Linked DNA regions of Mus musculus: region 2 is linked to region 1. The links are chromatin contacts, called in public HiChIP or PLAC-seq maps. All regions are on one chromosome and are shown on one strand. Each heading gives the region's core, a stretch centred on a gene start, on an enhancer-like site or on the middle of the called end of the contact. The rest is flanking DNA. Distances are from core to core; before and after follow the strand shown.

The links. HiChIP or PLAC-seq counts read pairs in DNA pulled down with a chosen protein or histone mark.
Region 2: a contact with region 1 is called in an H3K4me3 HiChIP or PLAC-seq map of embryonic midbrain, with 2.6 times the contacts expected there. The contact joins the enhancer-like site here to the promoter of Rmst in region 1. A contact is called at or near these places in 2 of 484 Hi-C or Micro-C datasets (nephron progenitors and uterus), 6 of 115 datasets of contacts at active chromatin or transcription factors (embryonic forebrain, embryonic hindbrain, embryonic midbrain and 3 more) and 1 of 9 other capture datasets (embryonic stem cells).

What each region holds. Positions count from the first base shown.
Region 1 is chr10:92,163,769-92,166,485 of GRCm38.p6, reverse strand. It overlaps Rmst (rhabdomyosarcoma 2 associated transcript (non-coding RNA)), which reads left to right and starts at 1,308. Exons shown (of 13, transcript NR_028262.1): 1 at 1,308-1,388; 2 at 1,714-1,859.
Region 2 is chr10:92,313,121-92,315,837 of GRCm38.p6, reverse strand. All of the region lies in intron 2 of Gm20757 (predicted gene, 20757), which reads left to right. Among named protein-coding and RNA genes, the nearest start is that of Gm20757, 61 kb to the left of the region's middle. Within about 2 kb of position 1,402, at least 15 of the 459 cell types and tissues checked have an H3K27ac peak or open chromatin away from gene starts, as enhancers often do.

The DNA.
Region 1 (2,717 bases), core at 59-2,558:
CTGGAATTTAGGACAAGAGACATTGTACTTTTGCATGCCCTTCCCACTCCCATGCAGAGTTTTCTGAAACACCCTGATGTCATGTCATCTACTTACTAGTTTGCTTATAAAAAATAAATAAAGCAAACCCTAGCTACTTAGGAGAAACTGTTCGGCAGTGCATAGCTGTGTTCTACATGTCTCATTACCATTAACAGCCATGCATGACTAAACCTCCTTCTACTGCTTTGAGTATTTACCCTCTGGCTTTGTGAAGTGATGCCTGAGTGTGGCTTTTACAAAGGAATTTCATAACCATCTATGCTCTGTGCAGCACACCTACCATTTCGGAATATGCACAGTTCTCCTTGGGGGAATCTTGGCAACAATTAAGAGTGTTCAGTGAAAGTAAAGTACAAGTAGTGAGCCTTTTCTGGTTCACCTCTTGCCTTAACTTAGGGACAAGCTACCTTTATTTTATTCTATTCCCCGTTTTCCACTAGTGTCATATAACCAATCGCAAAGCCTCCTTTTCTACACTATAAAGGAAAAGCAGGCCATTCAGCTGACACCCAGAGTTGAAAACTAGAAGCATGGTGTGGTCTGTTGAGGTCCAGGGATTTAAAGGATCAAGTCTGCTATCTGAATCTTCAGATCCACCAAGGAGAAGGGAGAATGAGCATTTTCTCCCTCCTCCAAGTTTTTGTAATTTTGCAAGATTTAGCCACTGGTGGGGAACTAGAGATGAGAGACATTTGGGGGACTCTTGAGAAAGCAATAGAGTTTATGAAAAAAGGGACAGGGAGATCAAAGAGAGTTCAGCCCTTAGGGAAGCAGGTTTACTGGGGTGGCATTTTATAGAGGGTATTTTAAATGGGTTTTACCCCTATGCACAAGATTGGGACCCTTCTGGTTAACAGACCCCATCTGTACTGAAACATCTTTATTTACAGTCAGGGCATTTGAAATAACCTTGATTTTCATCTTCTTCTTCCCTTATTAAATTGGCAGCCCTGCGCTAAGTCTTCCTCTTCTAACCCTTTCTAAGCCTTCATTTCTTCCCAGAGAAAGAAGTCATTTACCTTCAAATGTCACATTTCAGGACTAGTAGCTAAAGTCCCTCTTTGTAGGAAAAAAAATGCAGGCTTAGCTTCTGTCATGAGATCATCTGTCTCAGCCCCATTTATTTCTCCTGGGTGATGAGAAGACCTCTGCTTCTCTGTAAAAAGGCGCTAGGAAAGAAGGAGTTAAAGTGAAGGCAGGCTCGCTGGTTTGCTGAGATCTGTCAGAGGCTGACTGGCTGGCTACATATCTGTCTCTGGAACAATAGGTACCTATATTCTGCACGGGCTTCTGGGCAGGCAGCACTAACACTCAGGAGAAGGTCTGCCTCTGTCTGCGCCTTCCTGGTGAGAATCCCCCCGTAACAGTTCTAGTTTTCAGAGGGGACAGAGAGAAAGAGAGTGAGGTGGGGGGGGAAGGCTGTCTACTCTGTTGATGAAGGACAAAGCTTTGATCATTTTTGTTCAGGCTTCACTTGGCTAGAGGTTTTAGGTTCTTAGACTCCAGTCAGTAGTTGTGTTGGCTTTCTTTCTTTCTCTTAGTCTCTCTGTAGTGTGCTTCTCTCTCTCTCTCTCTCTCTCTCTCTCTCTCTCTCTCTCTCTCTCTCTCTCTCTCTCTCTCCCCTTTCACATTCTCCTTCTGTTGCCCTCCCTCTCTCATTTCTCCTCATAGGTTCAATGCAGGCAGATGAGTGTCACAGATGTAACTGAGGCACTGAATAATCAACATATCGGAGCCAATTCCCAGGACGGCAAGAGGGGGAACCGGCAGAGATGACTGACCCTGGAGGACAAGAGCATTCTTCTGACAAGTTTTAGGTAAGGGAATATTTATATACAATTCGTTCGGAATCTTTGTGCCTGAGAGAGACATTTGTGATTAAGAAAAAGGAAGTCACTATAGGTAAATATCTTTGAGAGGGTACCCTCCCTGGTGTCCCTGGCTTGCAGAACCTGTCAGTGTAAATGCCTGCTTTGTGTTACTAGACTCTTCAGAGGTGAGGTGTGTGCGGGGACTGGAGGAAGGGTGAGCTGCTTTTTATGTCTGTGTGGTGACATTTATCATGCTGTTTAAATCTGTATCTGTAGAAAAAAAATAGAATTTCTGTTTGACGATAGTATCGTTTTTTTTTTGTGCAAGGCAGAGCATATGGCTGTGCAGAATTCAAGTGGCGTTCTTTCATTCTTAATTTGTAATTATTTTTACACTCAACAGTACTGAGGTCAGAGAGTTTTAAAAATTAATGAGATTCCCTGTGGAGTTCAAATAGTAATATCTACAGTGAGCCTCCACAAAGAGATAAGATTAGGCCAGTATATTTTTGCTATAGATTTGGCTGTCTTACTTTGAATACACGCCATCTGAAAGCATATGTAGGGTTCAATAGTTTCTGGGAGTTGCTGTGATTTGGAGACTAGCCCTTAATTTAATGTTTAGTGACCAGGAGCCATGCAGTCCCAGTTAGAGTGCTGAAGATGAACACGGTGAGCGGAGACATTCCTAAAACTTCACAGACATTATTGTCATGACAATGGAGGGTATCTTAGACTTTCGAGGAAATAGCAAATGATGAATGAGGCGCGTGCTAAGAAGAGGAAAAAAATCTGCAAATGTATTTTTATTTTAAGTACTGTGTGAAAATTCTATGTAGAAACGGCTATTTAGGATCAAAGATT
Region 2 (2,717 bases), core at 153-2,652, 150 kb before region 1:
TTTAACCATTAATCAGAGACACTATGGTACAGGCATGCTTCAGGGTGCTAAATGGTGTCTTCCACTAAGGGAGACTCTACAGATGCAGGGAAAGCTCTGAGAGAAAATAACCTGTCAGAAGTTACTCTATGGAGTTGGAATCTGAGCCTCACTGGCCAGGCTCAACCCTTTTCTCTGACTCTTGGACTGTGTTACAGCAATCCCCTAAGGAGCCCAGAGTGGGTTCTGAGGTAAAGTAGATTCTATGAGGGTTCCAATGGAGCCTTATGAAGCAATTGAGATGTGAAAGATGGCCTAGGAGATCTGTGTGAGTCAGATGTTAGTCAGTAGAGCGTGTTCCCTCTCCCCTTGGTTTCTGCCTCCCTCAGAGCTGCATCCTGCCTTAGCCTTCTGTTCTTTCATTTCTCACCAACACTTCCAATAGAGGGTAAAGAAGAGATAAGTGCCAGAGAGGGTGATTCACTGTGTACATTTTGGGGGTACCTCCAAGGTCTTCCTTGGGCCTCAAATCTATAATTCCATATCCTCAATGATCCCAGGAATTTGGGAAGTGCATGTTGAAACTCAAGCTCTGATTTGTAATTTTAAGCTAGTGTTTCCCTCAAAAGACCTTGCTTTGAAAGTCAGTGGCAAGAAGGAGCTTTGTAAAGATGCCTCATCAAAGATGAGATGGACAATTAGGTCAGAGACACCTTATCCATCAATACAGCTTCTTTCTTGGGTTGGTTTGCCAAGACGCATGGTGCAGGGAGCTAGTTTCCATCTCTTCCCACTGCTATAGCCTCAGTGTTTTCATTTTATCGCATCCTTAAATGTCTGTGTGTCACTGGGGACCCTGATGGATAGACATTTGGTGACTCAGAGCCTCTATTGTAACTGCTGGTAGCTAAACAACTCCATGACTTTCTCTCTGTACGTTAACAGGCGGCTCTTCCTATCACGTAGGATAAGCCAATTAGCATCAGTCTCACAGATGGAACCTCTGTGATGTCCCTGGAATCCACCCTCCCCTCCTCATTTCAACAGCTGCCACATTAATTCTGGTTCCTCTAAGCAGGCTGCACTCACTAGCTCCTACAAGGCCCCCTGGCACTGGCCCCTTCTCCTCACAACCATTCCACCCAAAGCTTTCAGCTTCTCTTTTTGAAGCCTGGCTTAATATGGACCATTTACAAGAAATGGATCTTAAAGGAGTCCCAGTGTCCACATCCCTGTGTCTTCTGGGCTTTCAGAATTCCTCATTTTCCCTGTGTAACATGCAGACTTTCACCTTGCATCATTTGCCAAGCTGTCTTATAAAAAAACGGATGGGCACATAAATCTCTTCCCTTCAGTGGTGAGCTGCCTCGAGGCAAGTAAGGACTTCTTGTGTGTCCCCAAAGTCCAGCCCAGAGCCCTGCTCACAGTAGGGTCCCTTCTGATTACTGAATCAGCAATGGGAACAGCAGGCTCTTAGTCTATCCTATGACTTCTCCTCATACAATGGATGACAAATGACAATCAAATACCATTCTAAACAGCATACCACAAGCCTGCTAGAATAGAGTTTAGTTGCAATATGGTCATACTCATTCATAATGTTTTGCATATGACATAGCTTATAATACACAGTTGCAGTACAGATCATCTGGGCTGGGAGGTCAGAAAATATTTGCTACCTGATATTTTACACAAGTGAGCAAGGCTGTGCCCATACATGAACGGCAGGAAATTTGCTTTATTTCTATATGTACCTCACAATCAATATTTATTGAACGAATGATTCGTCAGCTCAAGATTTAGCTAGGTGGCACAATTCAAACAATTGTTTTTAGTTTTGTGTTGAGATGAACCATGGTGAATAACCATCTGATAGTGGGTTCCTGCTTTCCACTCACTAATTAATTCAGTCGATGATGATTTTTAAATACTGTCTTTGTCATTGAGATGCACAGTGAGCAAAACTGACGTGATCCTTTCCTTTATGGAACTTAGCATCCTTGGAGGAAGACAGACATCAACCCACTGTCAAGGTTATCCTTTTGGTTGTTGTAAGAAAACAGGTGTCATGTAGTGCTGAATGCCTGTCCCAGGGAAGCAGCCTCCATCAGATAGGTCAGGAAGACAGCTATTTGTAAGCTCCAGACAGAAGGATTGCAAGTTCAGAGTCAGCCTGGTTAACTCCTAAATCAGCAGACAGTGGGTCTAAATAAAACTATAGTCATACAACAACAACAATAATAAATAATAATAATAATAATAATAATAATAATAATAATAATAATAAGCCAGAAGAACTCAATGGTAGAGCTCTTGCCTAGCATGTGCAAGGCCCTAGGCTCAATCCTTATTACTGAAACCAAACTAACAAGCAAACAAACAGATTAAAGTAAGAGTATCCCAGGATGGAAAAATCTCTAGATGACCCTGTCAGAAGGAGCTTGGTAAAGTGAGGGGAATGAATCAGAGGAGTTTCTCAAGCTGAGAGGAATGTTATGAACCCTGCTGGGGAGGAGAGGAAGGTCAGGACGAGAGCCTGTAGGGAGTTCTGTTCTTATTCTGTGAACTCATCTTCCTAAGAGATACCAGCCTGAACAAATCCAGAAACAACAGCATGGAATCAGCACCCAGATAGCACCATGAATGAGCACACAGAAGAGAACACAGAAGAACAGGCAAGGTGGTGCCAGAGGAAGGCAGGTGGGAGGAGACAGGCTTCAACACCCACTGTTAGTGGT